Linked DNA regions of Mus musculus: region 1 is linked to region 2. A link is a contact called in public HiChIP or PLAC-seq data. All regions are on one chromosome and are shown on one strand. Each heading gives the region's core, a stretch centred on a gene start, on an enhancer-like site or on the middle of the called end of the contact. The rest is flanking DNA. Distances are from core to core; before and after follow the strand shown.

Evidence for each region. HiChIP or PLAC-seq counts read pairs in DNA pulled down with a chosen protein or histone mark.
Region 1: an H3K4me3 HiChIP or PLAC-seq map of the SCID.adh cell line shows a contact between it and region 2, with 27 read pairs. The contact joins the promoter of Mtbp here to the enhancer-like site in region 2. A contact is called at or near these places in 9 of 39 promoter capture datasets (the 3T3-L1 cell line, 3T3-L1-derived adipocytes, the HPC-7 cell line and 6 more), 1 of 15 datasets of contacts at CTCF or cohesin (the NIH/3T3 cell line), 3 of 484 Hi-C or Micro-C datasets (the HPC-7 cell line, the N1E-115 cell line and bone marrow-derived macrophages), 24 of 115 datasets of contacts at active chromatin or transcription factors (DN3 thymocytes, the SCID.adh cell line, T-cell acute lymphoblastic leukemia and 16 more) and 3 of 9 other capture datasets (adipose tissue, liver and pancreatic islet).

What each region holds. Positions count from the first base shown.
Region 1 is chr15:55,553,631-55,558,972 of GRCm38.p6, forward strand. It overlaps Mtbp (Mdm2, transformed 3T3 cell double minute p53 binding protein), which reads left to right and starts at 3,778. Exons shown (of 22, transcript NM_134092.3): 1 at 3,778-4,107; 2 at 4,871-4,951. The coding sequence starts at 3,990. Mrpl13 (mitochondrial ribosomal protein L13) reads right to left here and starts at 3,682. Exons shown (of 7, transcript NM_026759.3): 1 at 3,628-3,682; 2 at 1,690-1,813. The coding sequence starts at 3,654.
Region 2 is chr15:55,262,243-55,267,819 of GRCm38.p6, forward strand. It overlaps Gm26296 (a small nuclear RNA gene), which reads right to left and starts at 361; the gene lies at 300-361. Within about 2 kb of position 3,994, at least 55 of the 459 cell types and tissues checked have an H3K27ac peak or open chromatin away from gene starts, as enhancers often do. A contact at or near this core is called in the N1E-115 cell line, the SCID.adh cell line, adipose tissue and 4 more, where this site is marked.

The DNA.
Region 1 (5,342 bases), core at 2,528-5,027, 290 kb after region 2:
TCTTAACTAAATCCAATCATCCGAAACACGTTTTTTCTTGCTATAGCTCCATAGATCTCAAACTCAAACTCTAGCAGCTCAAATGCCAAGGCACTAGCTGGAAAGGTTTTTTTTTTTCTTTCCTCTTTTCATCTACTTAATTAGTATTCATAAATGCAAACATTTCTTAGATTTAAACTGTGTGTGGAACACTATCATAGGTACTTAGAATTCCTGTTTTTTTAAAGTTTAGCAAAGAAAAGTAGACAGTACGTGGGTTCATGCCAAGTGATACCTAAAATGCTGTTTCAGAAAAAAATGGCAATGTAAAGGATGAATGGGCAACTGGAGAGAGGGCTCCAGAAAGGCCCTTTTCAGGACAGAAATAACTGGCCAGAAATACAAAAGGCACAAAGGAAAGAACCAACGAGGACTGGGGAAGAACATGCAGACAGAGAAGGGTGCGTGAAAGCTACCCAAGCAAAACTGTGCTTCTCAGGCCAATTAAGGAGACAACAGCAGGCCACAGAGGATTGCTCAGGGGCAGGCGAGAATAATGTTAGGAGGTGCAGGAGCCCCATTAATGAGTCCTGCAGGGGACATGCCCACTTTGTGTTTTATTCTTTTGTTTGGAAAACGATAACTAAGCCTTTTTTTTCTTAAAGTTTTCTGTGCAGAAACTATGTATGAACAAAATAGTGTACAGAACAGCAGTCCAAAAAAGTACAGAAGGAAGGGGTGGCGAGATGGTGCCGGATCGCAGGAACGCTGCTCTTTAGTTTATAGATTCAGCATGCTGTTTAGGCAGGGTGTAGGGACACAGAAGAAGAGTCACAGGACACAGAAGTAGAGAAGACTTCAAACCACACCATCAGAAAGGACACAGACACTATGAATTAAGATGGGGAAAATTGAGAAGGCCAGTTGGTTTGGGTAGGGAAAACCAGGAGTATAATGTCTCTAACTGGGCTGATGACTAATGGATATCCAAGAGGACATGCTGAGCAGACAGTAGGTTCAGAGTTCAGCATACAGGTCAAAAACAGAGACGGGCATATGGAAGTATTATCATACACATAGGTTTTAGAGATCTGAGGCAGAAATCAGCAACTTAATGAATGAGAAGAGGTCCAAAGACTGCACACTAGGATGTGTCCACATTTCAGTGTGAGGAAAATTTGGATATGACAGGAAAATGCCTCAGTAAAAGGTCATGTCGAAATGCCTACAAGCAAAACTCTTCTAGAATGAAAAGTTTATTTTATAAACAGCATACAGAAACAAATCTTCAATTCAAGAGTGAAAGGCAACTTATCACATCAAGCTGGCTCTACCTTCCCAGGGGAAAAATTTTAGAAAATAGGCAACATCTATTAAAACCTCTCCACTCAAAGGCATGTCGTCATGAGAAGAGACTAGTGGAAGAAGGGAAACTCAATTTACAGTGGAAATCAGGACAGCACTGGAGTGCAAGTAAGGTTACTGGTGGGTTTTTGTTTAGTAATAGTATCAAATGGGACTGTTTAAAACACACACACACCATCAAATTCAGTTTAGCACCTGATGAGGTCTTCCAGAAGGAATAGAATAGAGAATCTTTATATACACGCAGAAAGGAGCCCTTGAACACAGTCCCGTGAAACCTCATGAAGTTCCTATTCTGGAGTTGTAAAGCACGGCTGCCCATGACGGATCTAAGGCAGTACTTACTCAGCTGATGGTACACTGGTTTATTTAATCCTTGCAGTTTGTTGGATGCTATAACCGCAAGTTTGCCAGGGGGCTGCATTTTGCCATCTAAGAGATACCACATTCGAGCAAAAGTGGCCCATTGCTAGGAAATAAAGAGAATAAGAAAATTCTAGTTAAAATGGAAACAATTAAAACCATTACTATACACTATTATGGGTATTCTATAACTAATGCCAGCAATTACTTTGAAAAACAGACTATCACTAGTTTGTGTGGGTGTGTAATTTGTTTCCATTACCAGTTCTGAGGTCTTTTCTTGTTATGGCATTAAGATAGTAAGGCATGTTACACAGAAAGCTGAGTGGCCAACTGCCAACTGAAGATTATTCAAGAACTCAGTTCTAGGAGAGCTAAACACAACTATGCAATCAGAGCAGTATAGCTTAGATTCAGTATGTCTATGTGTGTGTGAGAACTGAGAAACCAGGCAAGCACTCTACCACTGAGACCCATCACTAACCCCTTTCATGCTTTTGAGACAAGAGTCTCACCAAGTTACTCAGCTTAGCCTCGAGTTCACCCTGTACCCGCCAAAGGCTTGAAATTACAACTATCCCCACTTCATTCTCTAGAATAGCTGGTATTACAGGCCTGTCTTCCAAGACATCTTTAGGTCATCTGATAAAATCACTGTCTTCAATGCCTCCAAACTAAGGAAATTATCTCTATTCCAGAAAGATCTTGTCCAGGTACTTTCATATGCATATACACAAGGATTATATGCTAGAAAAATACACTTATAAGCTTGTGGTTTCATATTAGTTATCCTAAATTTTAAACTAGCCTATGCATACGCAAAAGACAAGTTTACCACATTCCATGTGAACTAATACTTTAAAAAAGCTTGATAAATAATAGAAATACTGCCACATGTCAACTTGCTGTCAAAGTTTTAAATATTCACATCTGTTATTTACCTGATTATAGACAGGTAACAACTACATTTAAAGGAAATGTACTTCAAGTAGTGTTAGGCTAGGAGTTGTCTTGGATTAACATATCAGAAACTAATTCTTTCTCTTCTATCTAGAATCTGCTTCAGTTTCAGTATTCCCTATGAGTCAGCCTTCCGGTTGCCCAAACCAGAATTCTTAAAAGTTATTCTTGTTTCTCTTTACACCCACATTCAAATCTTTAATATATATTGTGGACTTCTTAGAACTCCAATGTTTCAGCCTGACTTGTAAAATGAGTATTTTGTGTGGTACACTAAAATAGAATTCTAACTGAATTCTCCCTTTAGCCCTTCAAAGATCTCCCATCTGTGAACAGTTTATCTTCCACCTGGCGGCTTGAGTGCTTGCTTGATCCTTCTGATGCCTAAGACTTCTAGGTCAAAACTCTACAACAGGTCTTCATTCTTTATAAACAGTCTTAAGCAGCGCAGGCTTGACTTCAAGCTCACTAAGTATCGGAGAAGGCTGGCCTTGAACTTCGGATCTTTCTCCCTCCACCTCCCAAGTGCTAGGATAACATGCGTGCACCATAATTCCAGGTTTATGCGGTGTTGGGGATGGAACCCAGGCATGCTACGCTACATCAGCTACAGCTCCACACCTTCCCTTCCCCCTCCCCTACTGTACTAAACAAAAATAAACATCTTTTAGTGGTTTTTACTGCCCCACGTCATTCAACCTATTATTTCACTTTAGCTCTCTTTCCGCAAGGAACAAAAGACACGAAAGGGGCAGACTGAGGAGAGAAAGGAGCCAAAACAAAGATATCAAGTGGTAGGCAGACTCACAACCCTCTGGTAAGTGACTCCTAAAGCATTTCTTGGGTACGGGTGTCAGCTTCCCTGAAAGCTCAGCTTCTGCACTAAATCCCTGTGAACACTGCTCTTCATTTTCGCCAGCGTACTGAGCACACTATCCTGCCCGAAACGCGCAAACTCACCTGGGGCGCCCTAGAGAAGCTGGACATGCTCTCCGACCCGCGGCGTCCTTTACTTTGCACCCGCCCCGCCGGGGAACCAGCACCACGGGTCCGGCGGGAAACACAGACACCCGAGCATGAAGGTTCCTACTGCCGTCGCGTGCGCTCATCTGCTTCCCCGCCACACTCGGGTCCCCGCCGGTAGCGGTTTCGTTATGAGAGGAGCAGAGAGTGTGGCTCCTGAGAGAATAATTTCCCACAATAATTGGCGGGAAAACCGACGTAGGACATTATTTTGCAGCCAACCTGAGCGGCAGGAAACCGGAAGTGCACGTTGCGCGCGGCTCTTTTGAGACCTAACACTGAGTCCGGGCGCGAAGAGGATGGATCGGTACTTGCTGCTGGTCACCTGGAGGGAAGGGAAGTTTCGATCCGTGGCGGGTGGGGAGATCGAGCCTGGCACTGAGGCGACATCCCTGGAGAGCACCGACAAACAGCCCGGTAAGCTCTGGGCGGAGAAGAGGCGGGAACGACCGGCGGCGGGGAAGCGAAGGATTTGAGTTTCTGATGAAATCCCGGAGGGAGGCGCATAGGTCGAATGGTCCCGGGAACGTGCAACTAACTCTCTGAAGTAGTTTCTATAAGAACTGAGCAGTAGTATGTCAATGGAAAAGATATAAAGTTGTGGGTATTAGATGCCAGTGTCCCAAGTGCTTGGTGAACTGAATATTTGCCTGGTTGAATCTTCTGGTGGCATAGTCATCGAATTTTTGCTTTTAGGGAAGGTATGCTTGCAGAAAGAAGTGTCCCTTGGCGTTCCTACCACCTTGAAGAAAGCACAGAAAGAAATGATAGGTTCTGCAGATCTGAGTTTTACATTCTATGAAGGAAACATTCCACACTAAAAAAAGAGAAATGACCAGCTTTAAAAGATTTTAGCTGCATTGCTTTTTTGGCGTACTTGACTAATCTCAATATTACGTTTTCCTTGTTTTGATTAAGCAGACATTTTTAGGAAGAAATGTATATAGTTCGTATATACTTCTTTTGGAAGGAAGTTTTGATTTCTTGTTACTGATTAGCATATACAAATGAGGAGACTTGGCTGTTTTCTCTGCGGTGTCAGCACTTGAATAGACTTGGTCAACATGTATTCTGTCTACAACTTACTGGCCTTCAGATCCTCTGATAGTGAAATGGAAACAGGCCCTAGATTATGTTAACTCTTGAGTTAGATGACTGAGTCAGGTCTTTATTTTTATAGATTTGACCGCAACCAATATTTATCACCTCTTGAAGAGAAGCATCAGCGATTCAATCCATCCAGATGACAGTACATTCCCTGGTAAGTACAGAAGTGTAATGGTAATGAAATTCCTCTCCTATCCACCACCACCCCCCACCCCCAAAGTCTGACACAGCATTTTTTTGGAAATCAGTCAGTTTGATAACCTAGGAGTACAAGAAAGACTTGTTGACTTGAGAGGCACAGGGCTATGGGGGTATCTTAAAGAAAACCTCAACTACATTACTATTCCTTCCTGATATTTGAATGTTGTAAGTTTTTATAAAAGTTATTCTGGGTTCCCATTGTGAGAGTTTTGCTTCCATATAACCCTTGCTCTCCTGGAACTCTTTATCTGTAGACCGGCCTGGCCTTGAACTCACAGAGATCTGCCTGCTTCTGTCTTCCCAAGTGCTGGGATTAAAGGCATGTGCCACCACTGCCCTGCTTG
Region 2 (5,577 bases), core at 2,744-5,243:
AAAAATTTCTATTGCCCCCCTCCCACTTATAAGTACTTCTCCTTTTGCTTGTATTGCCCCAACCCTCCTGCTGATAAGTACCTGTACTTCCCCTTTTGCTTGTGCATTTAAGCCTTGGGCCTTTCTCAATACAGTGGGGTCTTGATGCAATTCAGAACGTTTCCGTGTCGTTATTCGCACAAGACCCTCGTCTCTCTCTACCCCCCATTTGGTTCTTAGGAGAAGGTCCCCTCGAGACCCTCGAATAACTGGACCTGCTGGACGGGTCAAAGAATAAAACCTAATTTTGACCTCTGCTCTTGGGCTTTCTGACCAAAGTCAGAAATCCTGCTAGAAAAATGCTAAAAGAGCTGTAACAGATCTCTAGGATAGTTTTTGGGTTTTCCAACTAAAGTCAGAAATCCTGATTTTAAAAAAAAAAAATCGTAAAGAATAGTAATAACTGGATAGCTCTTGGTTTTTCTGACCAAAGTGAGGAGTTCTGCTAGAAAAATTCAAAAAGAGCTATGTTTGCTCTCCAAACAATTCTCTCTGGGTAGCTTTCGAAGCACAAAGCCCAGTCTTTTATTTACACATTTAGTCATTTACCCAGGTTCCCTTTTAACTATCCCACAAATCAGCATTTTATGACCTTAGCCTCTTGATCCTTAGAAAGAGACAGCAAGTTTTGTTTTGTTTTGTTTTGTTTTTAAACATAGCAAATGAGTTTAGAGATCTGCCTACCTTTGTGCACACAAACAATAAATTTAGCTGGGTAAAATCCCATCCTCACCAAGCCTGGGCATAAACTTGTTCTGTCCTAGGCTGACCTTGAACTCAGAAATCTGCCTGCCTTTGTATCTTCCTGACAAGCTGGTTCATTAATGCAGCTGCCTTTGTTCTTTTAGGTCCATGAAGCCCCTTATACATTTCATATTGCATCCTTATATTTTGTACAGTTGAAAAGCTATACATTCATGAACTCATGTTTTCAGAGTTCTTTCCCACAGTCTTAAGGGCTGTCCTAAAGGTCACAGTATTTACCATGTCTGAGGATCTTTAGACACCCTTAACTCTTGGACTCCTGCTGTTTCTAATTATCATGGACCTTGACAGGGAGAATATTTCCCGAAGGAGGAACATGAAGTGTAATACATTATTATACAAACAAGCCTTACCTTACGCCTAGCAACCAGCAACACTCATGGAAGCCCATGACCAGCTCTGCTCCATGCTGACCCTTCCACAAGGCTATGCAGGACTTGGCAAATCATCTTGGTATTTTTGGTATACTTATTTCTGAAGTGAGAATTTTTGTTTTTGTTTTTGTTTTTGTTTTTTCGAGACAGGGTTTCTCTGTGTAGCCCTGGCTGTCCTGGAACTCACTTTGTAGACCAGGTTGGCCTCGAACTCAGCAATCCACCTGCCTCTGCCTCCCAAGTGCTGGGATTAAAGGCATGCGCCACCACGCCCGGCTCTGAAGTGAGAATTTTATTATCTTATATGAACATGCTTTTGTCTTAACCCCAGGAGTGGAATATGGGGCTGCTTCTGATTGTCCACAGCAGCAGACTAATTGTCTCATGCCTGCTCTGGCTGGGGTATGATTCTGCCGGCTGCTGATAGTATAATTCCTAGGAGGAATATGGAAAGAGTATAAAGGCCACAGCCCTGAGAGGGAACTTTGAAGGAGGGGTGTGTGTGTGTGTGTGTGTGTGTGTGTGTGTGTGTGTGTGTGTGACTGTTTCTCCTGATGGTTCCTGCTCCTGCTGTTGTTGATGGTCTAGAGAAAAAAAAAGATAAGAAGAAATTGGACATTTCCTAACTAGACAAAGATTGGACTTTCCTCCAAGGAACTCAATGTTCCTATCCAGTAGGAAGTAGTTTAAAGAGACCTACACCTCATTTCTAGACTAACCTTTCTATCCTACCTGGTATTGGGGTATAGAGGGAATAAGGGTTGGAAGGGAGGGGGTAGAATATAAGAAAGCAAATAAAATAGCTATAAAATTTTTATAATTGTTTTCTCTTATTTCAGATCTTAAATGTTTATTTTATGTGTATAAATGTTCTGTCTGCATCACATGCTTGACTGATGCCCAGAGAGATCAAAGAAGGCATTGCATCTCCCTGGAACTGGAGTTACAGACCCACCAGGTGGAGTTCAGAGCCACCCTGTGGATGCTGGGAAATGAACCTGGGTCCTCTCTAAGAGCAGCCAGTACTCTAAAGAGCTGAGTCATCTCTTCAGCCCCTGGTTGTTTGTGCTGGTTTGTTTTGTTTCTTATATACACAGGTTCTTAATGTGGCCCAGGCTAGCCTAAAAACTGATAGGAGGCTGAAGATGACTTTGAACTCCTGACCCTCCAGCTTCTTCAGCGGGCCACATACTGTGGGATTAGAGCCAGGCCACCACCACATCTGCCTAAATTAAAATCTTAATCAGCTAAATGTTTAAATTATGTAGAAATAACTAACCAAGTATAACCATCAAAACTTAAAATGTAGGGCTGGTGAGATAGCTCAGCAGGTAAAGAGCCTTACTAACTGTTTGTCTTCAGACCCAGGGACAAGGGACTGAGATGCATAATATTTTTACATATCAAAGCAGACCTCGCCTTCAGGCTCTCCCAACATTCCTCAGTCCCAACCCTGCATATCCCTCCCCCAACCCTGAACTTTCCAGCCCAGGGGCTGGGCTGCCCTTCCCCCTGAGGCTCTTCCCTATATAATCAGACCTTTTGGCCTCCGACCCCCTCCTCTTCTGTCTTCCCCCTTTCCTTCTCTCTATACACATGCTTTCTCTCTTTCTTTTTCCCCTCCCCTCTGTGTCCGTTCCCATGATGACTATCCCGCCTTTTCCCTTGGGGCCATGAACTCAACCACCAGGGAGCCCCTTCCCAATAAACTTACATTTATACATATTTTAATGTTTTGAATCGACTTACTTGTCCAGTGTAGAGAAATAATTTATTACTACTGACCTTGGTGAATGAATTTAAGCCCCTATAAAAACCCACTTAGTAGCAGGAGAAAACCAGGGGACCACAAGTTGTCCTCTGACCTCTATATACACCTGCATTGTGACATATGTGCACCCACACATAAACAGCATATGCACACACTAAGTGCGTGCTTAAACATTCCACGTAAAATCATTGCCACACAAGGCTAGATAGCAGTATCTAGGTCCTGCCCTATCAGATTCCAAAGAGTTTTTACAGCCTGTTAGGGAAGCAATAAAGTGATTGACATGTGTACAGCTGCAGTATGGTATATCCCACAGCTACACTCTCCGGATATGTTGGAGATTCAGTTTTGATTACAGAGAAGCGGCTTGTCCTGAGCACATCTTAGTTGAGACATCATTCGTCGGGGGCGGACTAGTCTAGAGGTGTTGGAGATTCGTGCTGGGATGACGTAAGGCACACCACCTCCCAGCGCTTCTGTTCACACAGGCTTTCTGTGGTCAGATAGTAAAAGCGCCGGCTGCTGCTTGCTGGGAACATCTATCAAAACACCCAGCAGAATAAGGACGCGTTAGGTCAAGACCTTACAAGGTCTCCTCTCCTTCCTCCCAGGACTTGACAGTTTTTCCCTGCGTGACTCTTTTGTAGCTTCGTGAGACTTTATTTCATGTTTATTGTTCTTTGCTCCCTTGGGGTTAAATATTAAGCCCATTTCTGGAAGTCTGCTATGCTTGGGTCCACAAAGATTCCTAACAAGGGCTTAATGAAGGTGGAGAGTGGCACCTGGCGGTCCAGTCTGACTGGGCGGAGCATCGGATAGCCTGGGCTTTGTCTAATTTGCTGTAACTTTTATATCGACCTTGTTTAGGTACGGGTGGCTGACACAGAACAAGACCTGATTAAAAATAGAAAAAAGAAAAAAAAAATCTGTGTTTCTGCGGCAGTGCAGGCTAAGACAGCAAACACGGAGTCCTTAAACTCAACCCTGCTAGTCCATGAGCTGTGTGGCACAGGAACCCCGGGGCAAGTTAAATATTAAGCAGGAAAAGTCCCAGATCCGATATGTAACAGCAGAGACCGACATAAACAAACACAGCTAGCTCTGAGGAACATGGGAGGCTGCGGAGGCCTGTCAGTGAGTTGAGGGACACAAGGAACGCTTGTGTTTGCAGATTTTTCTCACCACCACTATGAGCTGCATCCACTGTGAAAACTAGCACTTTACATGCCCGACATGGTAGAAGGTTCTAGAACGCAGGGGCCCATCTTACTTCATTAACATTTGTTTGGTTTCTTCATATCACAAGTGTATCACAAGTACCGAATAGTCCAGTCCCTTTCCTATTTATTCACTTAGAGGCTTCTTTGCCTGTTTCTTGTCAGGCACACTCTCCTGGCTGGGTCCACAAGAGGAGGAAGCAGCAAACTTAACAGAACATTTTAAGATTTTTCACTGGACACCTTATATATTTGCTGGTTCAGGTAGTCATTTTGAGGTCAGAGAAACATTCTTAGAAATAGCCAAGGTGTGGTTTCTGACTCCCTGCCCCCACCCCGGGATAAGGAACTGAGGACATATTTTACATATCAAAGCATAGCTCGTCTCCAGGTTCTCCCAGCATCCCTCAGTCCCTACTTCGTCTATCCTACCCCCCAACCCTGAACGTTCCATCCCAGGTGCTGGGCTGCTCTTCCCACAGAGATCTCTCTCTCCCTCCCTCCCTCCCTTTCTTCCTCTCCCTCCCTCTCCTCTCTCTGCAGCCAGTGCATGCCCTTTCTTTCTCTCCCCGCTCCCCACTTCTCTCTCCCCATGATGGCTTTGGACCCTAGAGCAGCTTTTCAATAAACCTGCCTGTATATAATCTAATCTGGCTTGAATGGGCTCATTTCACCAGTGGAGAAATAACCTATCAGCCAATAGAAACCAAACCTAGTGACACCCACCTAACACTCAGGAAGCTGAGGGAGGAGGCTCAGGAATTTGAGAGCAGCCTGGGACACATAGCCAGCCGCTGCCAATAAAAAGAAAAGAATGACTGCTCTTCCAGAGGTCCTGAGTCCAAATCCCAGCAACCACATGGTGGCTCACAACCATCGGTAATGGGATCTGACGCCCTCTTCTGGTGTACCTGAAGACTGCAACAGCTTACTCACATATATAAAATAAATACATCTTAAAACCAAAACCAAAACAACACAAAACAAAAACAAGAAAAAGAAAAGAAAAAAGAAGAACCGAGCAGTAGTAGGTAAATGCTGGGGCAGTGGGTATAGTTCAGTGCTAGGAAACTTGTTCAGCTTGCACAGGGCCTCAAGCCCCACACTTGCACATGAAATAACATAGAGTATTTATTGCAGTCTAAATATATGCTTTGCTAAATGTTTTCTATGGAAGGTTTACAACAATTCCATTATAAGTACTCATAAAATTCCCAGTTTATGGGCAAGGGCCAAGAGCACAAGGTCATGGTATGCACTTAATGGGGAAGAAAAATCTAGAATAAGACTTGTTCCTGGAGAGCAAAACACGTTTTAAATTTTTAAATTTATGTTTTAGAGACAGGGTCTTACTGACCCTACACTGTCTATAAACTCATCCCTCCTGCCTCAGCCTCCTGACAGCTGGGAT